2 separate regions of the Macaca mulatta genome follow, and region 1 is linked to region 2. The links are chromatin contacts, called in public Hi-C maps. All regions are on one chromosome and are shown on one strand. The core of a region is the stretch at or near the end of the contact, and the rest is flanking DNA. Distances in the headings are between cores, read along the strand shown.

Region 1 (4,276 bases), core at 914-3,413, 99 kb before region 2:
GCCACTGCACTCCAGCCTGGGCGGCAGAGCGAGACTCCGTCTCAAAAAAAAAAAAAAAAAAAAAAAAAAAGAAAATTTTTTTTTTGAGATAGCCTCACTCTGTTGCCCAGGCTGGAGTGCAATGGGTGGTGTGATCTCGGCTCACTGCAACCTCCGCCTCCTGGGTTCTAGTGATTCTCCTGCCTCAGCCTCCCGAGTAGCTGGGATTACAGGCATGCGCTACCACAACCGGCTAATTTTTTGTACTTTTAGTAGAGACAGGGTTTCACCATGTTGGTCAGGATGGTCTCGATCTCCAGACCTAATTATCCACCCAAAGTGTTGGATTACAGACGTAAGCCACCATGCCCAGCCTAAGAAAAATGTTTTTAAAAGAATCTTTATAGCCACATTGTTTATTCTATCTCCCAACTGTAAACAACCCAAATGTCCAATTACAACAGAAGCGATTATGGTATAGTCACACTATATATTATACAACCAAAAACTACATGCAAAAGTATGATTGAATCTTCACAAATATAATAATGAGCAAGGGGTGAGTCAGAAAAAAAATACACATGCACTCGGATCCTATTTATATAAATTGAAACGCCTAACAATTCATTTTTTTAGGAATTCATCATAGATGGAAAAATTAAAGTAAAACAAGTGAGTGCTTAGCACAAGTCAGGATAATGGTTACCTCTTGGTGGAGGAGATGGAATCACAGAAACATACAGGCAGCTAAGGCAGTGTTTTTCAACCAATTTTTAATTATTGTCCCTGTAAGGAACCTTTCTAGACATTTTATTCCTAATCACGACCCTCCCACCATGAAAATTTAACACTACATACACACTATATATGTTTATATACTGTGGCCCTTTGGAGGGACACAACTCATTGTAGTAACTAAGACCTACTACCCCAGCCCCACCAATTTTCACCCCCCTGAAATGCAAAATCACCCCTGTTAAGAATGCATGTTCTAAGGTATTGGCAATGCTTTCTTTTCTTTTTTTTTTTTTTTTGAGACAGAGTCTTGCTCTGTCGCCCAGGCTGGGGTGCAGTGGCCGGATCTCAGCTCACTGCAAGCTCCGCCTCCCGGGTTTAGACCATTCTCCTGCCTCAGCCTCCCGAGTAGCTGGGACTACAGGCGCCCGCCACCTCGCCCGGCTAGTTTTTTGTATTTTTTAGTAGAGACGGGGTTTCACCGTGTTAGCCAGGATGGTCTCGATCTCCTGACCTCGTGATCCGCCCGTCTCGGCCTCCCAAAGTGCTGGGATTACAGGCTTGAGCCACCGCGCCCGGCCGGCAATGCTTTATTTTCTAATTTAAGAGGTGGTTACGGGAGTGTCTGCTTCTGTTAGTTATAATTTTAAAAAATGTATGTTTTATACACCCTTCTGTATGTATACTTGACAATAAAAAATAAAATTAGAAAAATTGACTTAAATTGTGCTGAGGACTGAAAAATGCTGGTTATTTCCGTTTCAGAGCAGCTCAAATAACAGTAAGGAAATTAATTAAATAAAGAAAAAAACATGCAACCAAAAATTTAAAAAGCTATCTATCTGTGTCTGAAGTGAATCTAAAAGTCTGATGAGGATCAACTTCCACTAAAGGAAGCTGGCTCTAAGAAGATGTGTGCTGGTATCCTTTCCCTAAGAAAGAAATAAGAAGATAATGCCACTTCCACTACGTGCAATTTTAGTTTACCGAAGACTACCAAGTATATATCTTAACTTCCTCGTATTTAAAAAACTGTGATTATATGAATATTAGGAAATAACAAATGAACTGTTTTACTTTTAGTGATGCTGTTCTTCTGCCTTTGTTCTATTCAAAGCCAAACAAAGACAATTTTGCGTGTGGCAAAGGCGGGAAAAAGCACTTTTATGTAACAACTACAGTAATGCTCACTGAATCCTCCAATCACCCCTCCCTACCCCAACTTAAACTTAGACTTCATTAGTTCTCGCCTGCTAGTTCTTTGATCTCCCTTCCAGCCTCCCATCCTTCTCCATTTATTTAGTCTCTCCTTTTCTACACTCCCCAGAATAGAATCTAGCTCTTAATCCTAATCAACCGGTCTCCCACCAACTCCCTAATTTACCTGAATTCAATCTGACCTCTCAGGACACTCAACTCTGCAACCGGAACCAACCGGAAGCGGAGGTTGTCACCTCGAGTTTCTCACGGCAGGAAAGCGGAGAAGCCGCTTAACGTTCCGGTACTGGGTTAGAGATTCCTAAATCAGGAAGAGATTACATGAAGGAGGCTGGAAGTCGATTATCTTCCCCACATATGTGCATCTTCAATCTGACTGAGGTAACAGATACTGTAGAAGAGAAAAAGGCGGGGAAGAGAACATGTTCTTCTTCCTTGGGGACGGAACCCTTAGACACCGCACAGGGGGCAGGGCCGCGGACATACTGAAGCCAATCAGGGAGGCTGTTGTTGAGCGCGTGCTCTCACCCAATGAAAGGGTTGGTTGTTGCGCTGCAGTTGGCAGGCTGCTGCGGGAGGCGGTGGCAGTAGGAAGCCGGAGACAGCAGGGTGACAGGTAGGCGGTGGTACTGTCTTTGGGGGACGCAAAGTGCTAGGTGAAGAGGGTTTTTCTTCTCCTTCGGCCGCGGAAACTACAGAGGGTAGCTGGCGTGGGTGGTCTGGAAAGGCGGTAGTTGGTGTGTTGGTGGTCCCAGAACCTCTCGTAAACCAGGTAACATCTTGGGAGGGTCCTGAGGAGGAGAAGGCTGCAGCCGAGGCGGGTGGAAGCCGAGCCCTGTGGGGCGACGTGGGGGCCCACCTAGGGCGTGGGGGCTGCGCTGGCGCCAGCAGAGAGGGAGGAGAGAGGCGGGAGCAAGGCGGTGTAGTGAGGGCTGAAGGGATTCCTTGCACAAAGCCCTAGGCGAGAAAAGGACACGGCATTGAAGACAGCTAAGAAATCCCAGTGATTGCTTCTTAGGGCTATTTCCTGGGGGTGGTGAAGGGGAGCGGAGAAGAAAAATATTTACGGGCGGTCAGATCCTGAAAACTCATTATTGCTGTACATTATGTAATCTTTGGCGGTTATTTACCCAAACAACTAGGTTGCCCCTCCTGGGAGAGAAGGTCTTTCAACCTATTAATGTATTAGAACACTTTTTTCTTTGGCTTGAGTGTCTTTTACCTTGGCAGGTTCTGTAGGCGAAGGGTGGTAGCATGGAGGATAGAGTAGTCACGAAGAGCTTATCCCAAATATGGACTTGACTTGACAGATACTAGGTTGCGATGAATGTGGTTCATGTTTTGTAGTTTGCAGGTTCATGTTTTGTAGTTTGTGAATTTATTTGAGGGTCAAGGCTGACAACATTTAAAAAAAATCTTCAGGAAAGTGGGGATCCTTAAAAAATTTACAGTGGGAGCTAAGTGTAAGTTGGAAAATGAGTAGAAAATTAGTTGGCAGATCTCTTCCTCCCCCCAGGATATTGTGGAAGTTAGCAACTGTGCAAATAAGGTGGTGGTCTGAATTTGGGCAAAAAAGTCAATTTTTTTTTTTTTTTTTTTGAGACGGAGTTTCGCTCTTGTTGCCCAGGCTGGAGTGCAATGGCGCGATCTCGGCTCACAGCAACCTCCGCCTCCCGAATTCAAGCCATTCTCCTGCCTCAGCCTCCGAAGTAGCTGGGATTACAGGCATGCGCCACCACGCCCGGCTAATTTTGTATTTTTAGTAGAGACGGGGTTTCTCCATGTTGGCCAGGCTGGTCTCGAATTCCGGACCTCAGGTGATCCGCCTGCCTCGGCCTCCCAAAGTGCTAGGATTACAGGCGTGAGCCACCGCGCTTGGCCGAAAAAAGTCAACTTTTAAGTAGTTTGTTCTGTAAACAAGTCTGATAAGCTAGTTATGAATTATTAGGTTTAAAAAGTGGACTCTGAACCTCTCGGGCAGAGGCAAAATATATTTATAGATATAATTAACTAAATTATCTTATTTTTAAAAAGTTTTATAATTCATTGTTTCCACAATAAAATGTAGAATTAAAATAGGAATTCTATTCAGTATGTGTTATGGAAGGGCAAACGACATAAAAACTTGATTTTATAGCTCATTGAAAAACAATTTTCAAAGAAGCACTGGAAAATAATTTTAAAGGAAGCGTTATAAATTTCTAAAATGTAAGGTGTTTGAAATATTGTCTTTAGCTTAGGAGATAAGGTCTAATGTAGTATCAGCAACTCTATAATTTTCCTAAATTTATTTCAGTAGTGCATGTCAGAAAAACTTTATAAGATGTGATTTTTTTCTATTAAT
Region 2 (4,360 bases), core at 249-2,748:
TTTCTCTTCTGTTTTCTTAACTCCACCTAGCCAAAATAGAATAATGAGGTATCAAGGCTACGATCATTTCTTTCTCAACTGGATTTCCTAAACAGCTTCCAAATCTCGTGACTCTGTATCTTCCCTCCCAATCCTACCTCCTTTATCCAAAGATCTTTCAATACAAATCTGACCAGTGCCCTAACGGCCAACTAAGCCCTTCATAATAACAGACCCAACGCTTGGCATTTTACACAGCTGTTACACGGATTTGGACCTTCTACCTGGAAAATGTCACCCCTCTTGACCTGTTTTAAATCTATTCAACACTCAGGTTTCAGTTTAAACATCCCTTCCTCCAAGAAAATTGTTCCTGACTCCTTCTGGACTTTTAATTAGATACTCCTACCATGTGCTCCAATGCACTTCCCATATAATAGCATTTTTCTCAATATTTTCCGTTCAATATCTTCAAGTGCTAGGTAACTATAGTGAATGCAGAGATTGTAGGTGTCTCGCTATATACTGAATCCTTATCTTCTGATTCGCAGAGTACTCTGTAGTTTTGTTTTGTTTTGAGTCAGTGAATCCAAATGAAATAGTACCCTGTTCTTAATACTGTATGGATCCCATCCAGGTTCATTCCTTTTCTTCCTCATTTTCTCTGTCTTGTCTTTTTTATATTTTGGATAGTTGAAGTCAATCATTTACTCTGTCTATTCATTCTATTTCCCCAGCCTCTTCATCCCACTAGCCGTCCGATCCCATCTCCATAATTCAGTGCTTCTCCTAACGTCTCTTTTCCCTACTCCAAACCCTGGAGATGTACAAGATCCTACCTTTCACGCCAAATGAAGAAAATATTTAAAAAAGAAACACGAATCAATTTCCATTACCTTTTTCTTCAAAAGGTACCTGGCGAAACCAACGAACACTTTTTTTTTTTTTGAGACGGAGTTTCGCTCTTGTTGCCCAGGCTGGAGTGCAATGGCGCGATCTCGGCTCACTGCAACCTCTGCCTCCCGGGTTCAAGCGATTCTCCTGCCTCAGCCTCCCGAGTAGCTGGGATTACAGGCGCCCGCCACCTCGCCCGGCTAATTTTGTATTTTCACTAGAGACGGGGTTTCTCCATGTCAGTCGGACTGGTCTCGAGCTCCTGACTTCAGGTGATTCGCCCGCCTCGACCTCCCAAAGTGCTGGGATTAGAGGCGTGAGCCACTGCGCCCGACCCCAAGTACACAGCCACCACTCAGCCAGCTATTCCGCAAACTTCCTCGCATCCACACAACACTTCCTTCTCCCTTCCCCGGAAACGGAAAGAGGAAAGGAAAGATAAGGCCCACAACTCAGGGCCTAAGGATCCGTTTTCCTCAGGTTTCCTGATGGGCGGGGCCGAGTGGCCGGCGCCGACTGGCCGGCACAGCCGTCGCTCTTGGCCGACTCCTCTTCCTATTGGCTTCCCCGGGCACCGCCCCCTGAACAGGGCGGGAGATTCGGTGTGCCGCACGCAGGTTTCCCATCCCCCAGCTGGCCTGCAGGGCTCCTTACCTCCGCCGTCGTCGGGCGTGAATTACTAGAAATTGGCTTCTCCCGTTGGTGCCGAAGGTGCTTTCCCTGCGGCGGCGATTCAGCGGGGTGTCGTTCGGCCGGCGTGAGGCGGCCGGATCGGCGCCAGGCGGAAACCTAGCGGTGAGTAGTGGGGTGTCGGAGCAGCCTGCCTCCCTTTTCTGCTTAGCTCGCGGCTTGTGGGGCGCATCCAGGTGCACACAGCCCCGCGTCGGAGCTTGGCCCCCAGCGTCCCACGTCGCGCATCTCAGGGCTTTCCCTCGGCACTCGGGGCATGGTCTCTGCGCCTCTCTGCCCCCCGCAGGCTGCCCGGGGGCTCGAGAACCCTTTGCTGGTGGAGCGCAGCCAACTGGCCAGAGGTTGGAGGCGCAAGCCAAAGTCCTTTAATACTTGAGGTGAGAGGCTCGCTCTGGGAGGACCTTTCGTTAGTCTGCCCAGCAGTTAAAAGCCTTTTGTGAAAGGGACGCCTAATATTAACATACCTGATTCCCAGCTTACGAAGCCCTCTGGTTGGAAAAGAACTGTGAAGATCTGTAACGAAAGTGGTAAAGTGCCCTGTGAGGTATGAAGAGGAAGAGATCGCATCCCAGAACCACTGTAGCTAGAACCTTTGATGTCATCCCAGCCTGGAGGCACCCATGTGTCCTGCTAACTGATCGGTCACCTTGGAGCCACGCTTGGCTGTAAAATGTTGATAAGCCAGGCCCTTTTGGTAGAGCTTTTTAATCAAAAAGATGTTGAGACGTTACTTTTCATTTTACAATTGAAATCCTAATAGAATCGTTACACTTTCCCCCAGTTAAATTGTAATCTGAAGAAAAATAGCACGGTCCTACACCGTTGTATAAGGGCACTGCACGTTAAACGGTCATCATCACTTATTGAGCAGTTTTTCTGTTAGATGTTGAATGAGTTAGAGATGTACAAGAAATCTGCATGGTGAAGTTGAAGTTTAAAGTAAAAATATCTCAGTGTGTACTGCAGTAAGGAGCTAAAAAAGAAAAAGGTTAAAGAAAAAATTACCGATAATTGGGAGCATTCAGTGATGCTCTTTTATACATCAGGCACATGATTTCATTTAATCGTCAGGACTTTGGACAAAGTCACACAGTTATAAAGTATGGAGTGGAGATTGGAACTCACGTTTCTCTGATATTAAAATTGGTGCTTAACCACTAATCTCTCCAACCTTTTTCAAAGGATTATGTTTTTAAAAATTACAGCAAATCTTTCATTTGCTTTCAAAGGAGAGTGTGTTGCTAACACTTGGTGCTGCTGAATTGCTTTGAAGTTAACTCCTTGAAAGGGGTTGACAGGTAAGCACCAAGGCAGTGCCTTGAAGGGTCATAATGGTCACTAAATATTGCATTTTATTGTGTGATTGTTAGGTTTTTTGTTTGTTTGTTTGTGTGTTTGTTTTTCAGGAACTGTTGGAAAGGAAAGAAGGAAACGTTTCTCATGAGGTCTTTGTAGACATTTTCTTTAATTTGGTGATTTTGTACTATTTAGTAAGATGCTCCAAAATTAGAAAAGGAAATGTTTGTATAAATGCATTTGGCTACAAACAAGACTGAGGATGCCTCTGTCCAGGCAATTCTTATATAGAATACCATAGGGAAATTGCCTAGGACAATACTCAGTTGCCTAGAATATTTGTTTTTAAATTTTCCTAGAAAATCTCGTCCCCCCCATCCCCAAGAACAACTAAACTTTGGCCAATAAGAATTATGTAACAGACCTTTACTTGCTTTTTCCTTTGATTACCAGGAAGCTCAGAGCCAAAAATTCGTTTTGTGATTTTATTTTCTGCTTTCCTTTATATTTTTTCTGGTGTAGACTCCCTATTAGCATTTATAATTTATAATTTGTTTTATCACATTTGATCCGTGTCATTGCTTCAAATCCTTTGTAGTACATGGCAGCATATAATTAAGTAAAATAATGTAGATTATGCTGACTCTGGCCATGCTCTTTGAAGTATGCTTGATAGAACTAGTAATGTTTCACCCAATGAACTGGAAAGTTAGAGAAACTATAGAATTCTTTGGACATTCTATAGTTACGGGCTATAGAATACCCTAACCCTAACTGACATGTAGAGAAATAACTAGACCTATTATGAATGGTTTTCAGAGGTCAAAACAAGCATTTAGCATTCAGCACAGTAGTTCACACCTGCAGTCCCAGCACTTGGGGAGGCTGAGGTGGGCAGATCGCTTGAGCTCAGGCCACCCTGGGCAACATGGGGAAACCCCGTCTCTACAAAAAAATACAAAAATTAGCGAGGCTTGGCATTGCACACCTGTAGTCCCACCTACTCAGGAGGCTGAGGTGAGGTGTTGCAGTGAGCTGAGATCACACCACTGCACTCCAGCCTGGGTGACAGAGATGAATGACCCTGTTTCAAAAAACAAACAAAAAAACCCCCACAAAAACAACCCAGAACAACAAAAAAAACCAAGCATTTAGGATAACATTTTTATTTGATGGCAGGAGAGGTATGTGGTGTAATAGAGTGGTCAGGAAGTTAGTAATCTGCCAGGTACAGTGGCTTACACCTGTAATCCCAACACTTTGGGAGGCCAAGGCGGGCCGATCATGAGGTCAAGAGATCGAGACCATCCTGGCCAACATGGTGAAACCCCATCTCTACTAAAAGTGCAAAAATTAGCTGGGTGTGGTGGTGTACACCTGTAGTCCCAGCTACTCGGGAGGCTGAGGCAGGAGAATCTCTTGAACCCAGGAGGCGGAGGTTGCAGTGAGCTGAGATTGAGCCTCTGCACTCCAGCCTGGGACACAGCAAGACTCTGTCTTA

Evidence for each region. A called contact is a pair of places that touch in the nucleus more often than the background predicts.
Region 1: a Hi-C map of fetal cortical plate shows a contact between it and region 2, with 2.1 times the contacts expected there. The contact joins the promoter of NDUFB3 here to the promoter of ORC2 in region 2. A contact is called at or near these places in 2 of 14 Hi-C or Micro-C datasets (fetal cortex germinal zone and fetal cortical plate).

What each region holds. Positions count from the first base shown.
Region 1 is chr12:106,173,187-106,177,462 of T2T-MMU8v2.0, reverse strand. It overlaps NDUFB3 (NADH:ubiquinone oxidoreductase subunit B3), which reads right to left and starts at 2,163. Exons shown (of 4, transcript XM_077957356.1): 1 at 2,099-2,163; 2 at 686-765. It overlaps HYCC2 (hyccin PI4KA lipid kinase complex subunit 2), which reads left to right and starts at 2,489. Exons shown (of 12, transcript NM_001194005.2): 1 at 2,489-2,548.
Region 2 is chr12:106,073,045-106,077,404 of T2T-MMU8v2.0, reverse strand. It overlaps ORC2 (origin recognition complex subunit 2), which reads left to right and starts at 1,498. Exons shown (of 19, transcript XM_077957354.1): 1 at 1,498-1,668; 2 at 2,793-2,861. It also overlaps a transcript of NIF3L1 not described here.